Linked DNA regions of Mus musculus: region 1 is linked to region 2. The links are chromatin contacts, called in public Micro-C maps. All regions are on one chromosome and are shown on one strand. The core of a region is the stretch at or near the end of the contact, and the rest is flanking DNA. Distances in the headings are between cores, read along the strand shown.

The links. A called contact is a pair of places that touch in the nucleus more often than the background predicts.
Region 1: a Micro-C map of embryonic stem cells shows a contact between it and region 2, with 4 times the contacts expected there. The contact joins two enhancer-like sites. A contact is called at or near these places in 1 of 15 datasets of contacts at CTCF or cohesin (pro-B cells), 34 of 484 Hi-C or Micro-C datasets (the 3T3-L1 cell line, 3T3-L1-derived adipocytes, the AML12 cell line and 17 more), 5 of 115 datasets of contacts at active chromatin or transcription factors (bone marrow-derived dendritic cells, embryonic stem cells and fibro-adipogenic progenitors) and 1 of 9 other capture datasets (adipose tissue).

Annotation. Positions count from the first base shown.
Region 1 is chr15:43,528,681-43,532,371 of GRCm38.p6, forward strand. No RefSeq gene overlaps it. Among named protein-coding and RNA genes, the nearest start is that of Gm41316, 27 kb to the left of the region's middle. Within about 2 kb of position 1,376, at least 7 of the 459 cell types and tissues checked have an H3K27ac peak or open chromatin away from gene starts, as enhancers often do. A contact at or near this core is called in embryonic stem cells, where this site is marked.
Region 2 is chr15:43,258,193-43,261,682 of GRCm38.p6, forward strand. Eif3e (eukaryotic translation initiation factor 3, subunit E) reads right to left here. Exons shown (of 13, transcript NM_008388.2): 10 at 2,868-2,977. Among named protein-coding and RNA genes, the nearest start is that of Eif3e, 23 kb to the right of the region's middle. Within about 2 kb of position 2,104, at least 1 of the 459 cell types and tissues checked has an H3K27ac peak or open chromatin away from gene starts, as enhancers often do. A contact at or near this core is called in embryonic stem cells, where this site is marked.

The sequences.
Region 1 (3,691 bases), core at 126-2,625, 270 kb after region 2:
CTTACTGCATCTCCAGCATTATGAAACATTTATATTATCAGCATTATGAAACATAAATAACCTCGTGCCTGCACCTTTTCTCCCTTGCTAGATATGAATGTATCTCTGAAGTTGTATTTGTGTAGTAAGAAAGTTAGTTCTTCCTGTGGCTGCTCCCTGCGGTTTCCTTTGATTGTTCAAAGGTATTTTTAAAATAACTTCCTGCCTAAGTTTGTTGCTAATAGTAGTAATTTATAAATTTTAATATAAGTACACAGATAATTTCTATTTCTTCTTTATTTACAGTGAGCTGTTTTGTTTAGACAATGACAGAATTTCCTTTCTGTGACAGATACAGGACATGAGTAGAAGCTGTGTCAGAAATGTGAGGCTAAATATTTGAAAATAAATATATTTTATCATAATAGAAAAACTCTAGATCTATGTAGAAAAAGCATTTGGCAAACTTCAGTTTCCATTTATGATTCAGAATAAAGCCTCAGAAACAAAAGAAAACTTTCCTTACTTGATGAGCAGAATCAACAGCAACTTAACGGCAGAAAAACTACATACATTCTCAGTAAGATACTGAGCAAAGACAAATTTTCTTCATTTATGCCACATAATTGCATAGAAAAAGGAAATAAAAGGCTTGTAAACTGAAAAGGAAGAAAGAATTACATCTCCTTCCCACTAAAAAGATTGTCCACAGAAAAAGTTTAAGGTAGCGTCCAAAATATACCGGATTCATACATTAATTCAGTAAGGTCAGTAAGGTTTTGGGTTTTTGTTTGTTTTTTGCTAAGCAAAAGAGAAATTTTTTGATGAATATGACTCATGCTAATAAAATGTATATAAAAAATCATTTTTTCGGGATTAAAGGCTTTAACATTTTAACAGTTGTTTTCTCAAAGTGGTTCTATAGAATTAACGTAATTTCTGTCAGGATTCTCCATTTATTGTAGGTCAAAAGATGATTCTGCAGTGTGTGAAAAGGCATCGCCAGAGAGGGGCATTAGCACTTGAAGACAAGAAAATTGAGGGATGGTGCTGCTAGGTACTAAGATAGAAGGCTGCAGTGAGCAGGACTCTTGGAGTGGTCAGTATGAAGATCGGATCGGCAGGCAGGAAAGGATAACCAAGAAACAGACCCATAGCTGGATGGACATTTGATTTTCGAAAGTACTGTTTGAAACAATGTGTTGGAGCAACTTTTAAAAGTACTCTGGAACAGTTACAGATAGTTAACAAAACAGCATGTGCTTTTATTTGGAGGAATTGGGTGGGATCAAATCCAGGGCCTTGACCTTGAACCCACACTTAGGCAAATGCTTTATCAAGTGAGCTACGCCCTACTAATTCTAGCATTTTGTGTTTTTGAAAGGTAATCCTGAGAGCCACTGAAATTGGAAACCCATTGTTATACTAAGTTGGTGGACAATGGAGACTTGTTGCTGTGGAGATCTGTATGTTTCATTCTTTGCTGCTTAACCTTTTTTTATGTTAGTGTTTATTGTATTATATTTTTCTCTTTTCGCTTTGCATCTTTTTTCTTTTATTTTTAACTCAAACTTCTTTTTACCACAAACCTTTTACCCCATGTATTTTATATTTTGGAGTATTTTTTTTCTTTTTAATTTAAGAATAGTTTATCACTTTTAAGTAACTATCACTTTAATTTCTCAGAAGTTAAGGTTAATTATTTCTATTTATGTTAAGTGCCCTCAATATCATGAGAAACATTAGACATTTATAAAGTAGCCTATTGATATTCATATGTAAATATTTTCCTGTAGGTCTATAGGTACACATCCATATACATTCATAATTGCAGGGGTTTTTTGCAACAAAATATTATCATCACCATAATGTAGGGAAGATACATGCTTTGTATTATAGTATGCAATACTGCTGCTCCACACAAAATAGCACAGCAGAAAGCAAGAATACAGAGTTCCTTAGCCATTGTTCTTGTACAGCTTATAGTAAATTTGGATATCTCTCAAAAACTAAATTAGAAGTAACCTTCATTAAAAAATGAGTGAATTCCAGTATGATATTTGCATCTCTATTGTTCACAAGAATATAAAAACTGTAAGAATTTAAAATTCATTTTAAAAATCTTATGTATATGGATGTTTCACCTGCCTTATTGTCTGTGCACTACATATCGAAGCCTGAAGAAGGCATCAGATTGTCTGGAGCTGGAGATACTGATGGTTATGAGCCATTTGGGTGCTGTGTATCAAACTCTGGTCCTCTCAAAGAACGAACAGTATTCTTAACTGCAGAAACATCTCTCCAGTTTACAAAATTCATTTTTAAGATGTTTAGATATGTGAGAAAATTCTCTACTTCTATCAAGTTACTGTGTAACTTTGGTGAACTTCCTTTAGCAAGGAAGTCACTATTAGGGAAGCTTATACAGTAACAGTAAAAAAATTATATAACAGAATGAATTAGAAATTTTAAGAACTGCCCATCAAATGTGGGATAAAGTATTGAGTGTCCTTTGTGACTTGAATTTATTTTCGAGTACCTCTTAGGCAAATGGGTTATGAATTACATGGAAGGGTGAGTGTGCCACATCTTCTGAGACCCCTTGTAGCTTTGGCTGTCCACAGCAATTGGCAGTCAAAGTGAAGGTCTCCAGAGTGCTAAGAAGGAACCACTGCTTTCAAATGTTCAGCTCAAATGACAACTGGTTTTGGATCTAATTTCAGTTTCCTGGCCTAACTGTCATTCTTCGTAGGTCAGAGAGGACCAGAGAAAATACAGCCCCATTGTTTGGTAACCCCTCAGTGACTTAAAACAAACTACTGGAATACAGATGCCTATCATTTTTGTAATTAAAATATTAATGAGGGGAATCAGGGTAGTGAGAAAATGTTGAAGATACATATATATTATGCGTGTATGTACACACACACACACACACATCTTTCTAAAAAGAACTTAAAAAGAACTCCAAATAGTACCTTCTACATGGTAACAAACAAACGATTGATCACCAGTAATAATCAAGATTGTGGGTAGCAAACACACCCTCCAGTGTCAGGAGCTCAGTTAGTGTGTCTAACAAGCCACCTGGTTGTCCAAAAATATGTTTTGTGAACATGTAGAATAATTTTGAAATAGAGTAATTAATGATGTATATTCCATATGACTCCAATTCCTGCACACACAAAAAAACATTATTATAAAGATTAGAAAGAAAACTGTTTTAAAGGTTAAAGAAATCAGTAAAAGGTGTTCAACAAAATATTTGTTTTCATTTTGAGGTAGGAAGCTATAGACTTCACATTCTTGATCATATTCTTTAGCTTCCCACAAGGAAATATTGACTATTCTACAGCATATTTTGTAGCATTAATAGCATTATATCTATAGTTGATATGTTAAAAATATCAATTTTAGTTGATTAGTTAAAATTCATAATTTAGTAATTATTGGTTTGAAATAACAAAGCTTTCATGTTAAGTTCTATACTATTTCACAAGCCTGTAGAAGTACGCCACCTAGTGTTTACCTTTTTTAAATTCTAGAACCCGCAGGCTAGGTTGGTATTATTTTTTTATTATTTTAAAATTTATTTATTCACTTTACAACCCCCTATCAGCCCTTGATCTCTCCTCATTCCAACTTCCCCTTCTCTCTGGAGAAGCCCCTGCACATCAAGTCACGGCAGGACTTGTCCCATCTTCTCCCACTG
Region 2 (3,490 bases), core at 854-3,353:
TTCTCATGATGACTTGAATATACAGCAAAGTTTGAAAACTAGATCACAGAATAAGTGCTTTTTCTCCCTGTGTACTGTTAAAGATAAAGGTTAGTTCTGTTGTTCATTTAAATGGATTATAAATCATTGGAGTCTGAATTAGAGATCTGCTGCATTTGTAAAATCTTACTATAAATATCTCATATTACTTTCAGTTGCTATTATTCAAATTCAGTAAAACAGCTTTCCAACACATGAAAAAGCTTTCTATATTCAACATACTAAAGATAGAATGTTACTGGTCTATAACTTCATTACTCTAAAGAGATATAACTTACATGGATAAAAAATTAAGTGATGGGGTATGATTTTTTCCATTCTGGCTGTGCTTTGGAATAATCAGCCCTCAAGCACGGCACAGCAGCTCTGTTACACATCACAACTATGTGTGTCCAGATCACAACTGTGTGTGTCAAAAACAAAACAAAACAAAACCAAAAAACCCTAGAGATTTTGTGATACAGTTACCAGCTGACAAAGATTTCATGTTTACTCTTCAGCTCAACCGATATATTTTAACTCATCAATTTATACAAGCATTATATCTAAAAATGTAAACTGTTCCCAACAAAACACTTCCTAGTGCGGAACACTACAATGTATGAGAGGACTATCAGCCTAAGTCTGGTAATCCATGATTACATCAAACCTTTAAGTTTCCAGCTAAGTAACAGGAGAGTACACAGAGTCATATTTCTACAAGTCTCGAGTGTCATCAAAAATGTATATGAACAGCCTGAAAAAGGCCCAATTTGCATGCATACAAAATTTCATCTATAAGTAAGACTGCATGTGATATTCTCCAAACTGTTCACATGCAGGCCAGCACACACATGCACACTCAACATTTGAAAGCTGTGGTTCTAGACCCTGAAATGCATGTATTGTTACTAGTGACCCAGGTAAAACAATGAAGATACAAAGCATGTCCATCAGAACCACAGAAAGCTCTACGTTTTCCTAGGCTTATTCAACTGACAAGACTTAAAATTTTCTATAGATGCACAGTATTGGATTAGAAGTTTTTTCTAAGAGTCCTTGAAGCTCAAAACTTACATCTGAAAACACAGCTCCACAACAACCTCAATGTGCTTGATCTCATTTACTATTTTGAAAAGGAAAATTATCTATGTAGTCCTTAAAAGAAAAAAAGTGTTTTTAATTTTTCTAAGGCAGGCAAAGAAAAGTCTGATCAACTTTAAGTAAGTACAATTCAAGAACTAAGTAGGAGAACCCAGGGCTTTGGAACCCCTCTAGAAATTTAGTTTAAGACGCTTTAGAGACAGCCTAGCAAAAAACGGAAGAGATCCAAGAAAAAGGAAACATATATACAGTAAACAGGAAAGAGCTTTGTACATAGGTCAGTGGTTAGGTGCTTGCCCACCGCTAATTATGAGAAGGCCTGGTCTGGATCCTGGATAGTAACAAAAAGCAAGCCAACCAAACATAGATATAACATCAACATTCACTGAGGTATTCCTAGTCTATTACCTTTACCAACTACACATTTTACAAGAGTAGACATGATAAATACTTAGTCCATTTTACTGACAAACACAGTAAACTCAAAACTTAAGAAACATAATAATGAACTCAAGTACCCATTAATAAAGATAAAGAGCTGGAATTAGCACCAACTCCTAACCCAGGTACCTTAGAAGTAAAATGAAAAGAAGCCATGTGACCTGACCTGTTCAGAATACATTTATTTACTTACAAAGATTAGCACTTACAAAGATTAAATTTGCTTTCAAAAACAAGGAGAACTAAAAAAGTTCTGGTCAACCCCAAACACACAGGCGACCATAGCCTACGAGGAAATGGAGAAAACCAAATACTCAACACTCCTTTCTCACAGAAAAGCCTCAAACACAAATTTTAAAAACAAAGAACAATCAAGACCAGGTACTGCCATCTAATGTGCGATCTGCCTGTCCTTTTTAATCACACAATCAATTGCACAAGAAAGAATAAGAAGAGAATCAATTTTAAAAAGAATGCCTGCAAACTACAACAAAGTCCTAATTCCCATAAGAAAAGCCCACTGATCACACTCCACTTCCAACTCTGGACAACCACTTCAAGAACAATTCACTAAAATTAGGCAAGTATGGATGGATCTCCTACCAAAACCAAATGGCTTAAGAAACAGAATTTGGTCTGCATACAATTCCTCAGAGGCAAAGATTAAAAGTACCAAGTTTTTATGTTTTATATTTGACTTCATCTGAGGCCAAAAGACACTAATAATTTTTGAAAGTTTAATACATGAAATTAGTTTCTAATAGCTCACGTACATTTCACAATTTTTCTAATTATTTTCTCACACAACAGAGAAACTTTCAACTAAAATTCACCACAAGCTTTCCATGTTTCAACATTTTAGGATGTCACAGAAGCTTACTATATAAGAATTTAAATATGTAATTTAATAAACAAACTTAATTAACAAAATTATTACCAAATGTAGTGGTCTTTCAACAACATTTCCAATTGCTAAGGGCTAAGTCATTTGACCCTGTTGAAAACCATTTTACCTATCCGTTCATAATGAAACAACACTGTTTATTCTTAAAAAAGGTAACTGAAAATAAGCTGAAAAAGGCTTCAACTTGTCATTTCCAGAAAACTATATTCTGCCAAATAAGGACTAAACATTTCTAAAAATTCAAACATGTTAAAAATTTCATAAATTATTAGCAAATTATTTTCTTTCAAAAGAGAAATAAATAGAATTAACTGAAATTTCATTACATGTAACATTATAATAAATGGCAATCTGTAGAGACTAAAGGTAGAAAATATACATGCAATCTGTGTGCTCTTACTTAATGCTGATACACTGGTGGATACGACAAAACGTCTCAAATATGAAGAGACGGGCATTCTCAATGAAGTCCTCCAGACACGCTACCAGGAAGAAGTCATTCACGAGCACCTAGATACACAGCATATATTCAAAAATCAATCAAATGACAACTGTTCTTAAACACTTGACTCACTTTGTCTACTTCATTGCTTTACTCACTATCTTAAAAAAATCCTACAACATAGTACTCTTTAGAATGTTGCTCACGTCCAAATCCGAAATAATTAAAACAAATAAAGAATAACAGGAAAAAAATAAAAACTCCAGGAATTACCAATGTCTCCTTGTTTTATTGATGATTGAGGTTAACAGAGTAACTTCCATGATACATTTTTTTTGGTACAACATGCTCTAGCTAACTTAAAAATAAAGAATGAACTAAGGGAATGAACTTTCTATAACAAGACAGGGTTAGGAAACATTGCAATGAACAGCTCCTATGTCAAAGACAGTAATAATTAAGAGATTATTTTAAAAGGAATGTATATGTAATGTGTAATGTTCATATGGTTATAATGACACAAACTATCAAGGAAGATTTTAGTTTCCTATTTTGACTAATTAAAAAACAATTTACATTTT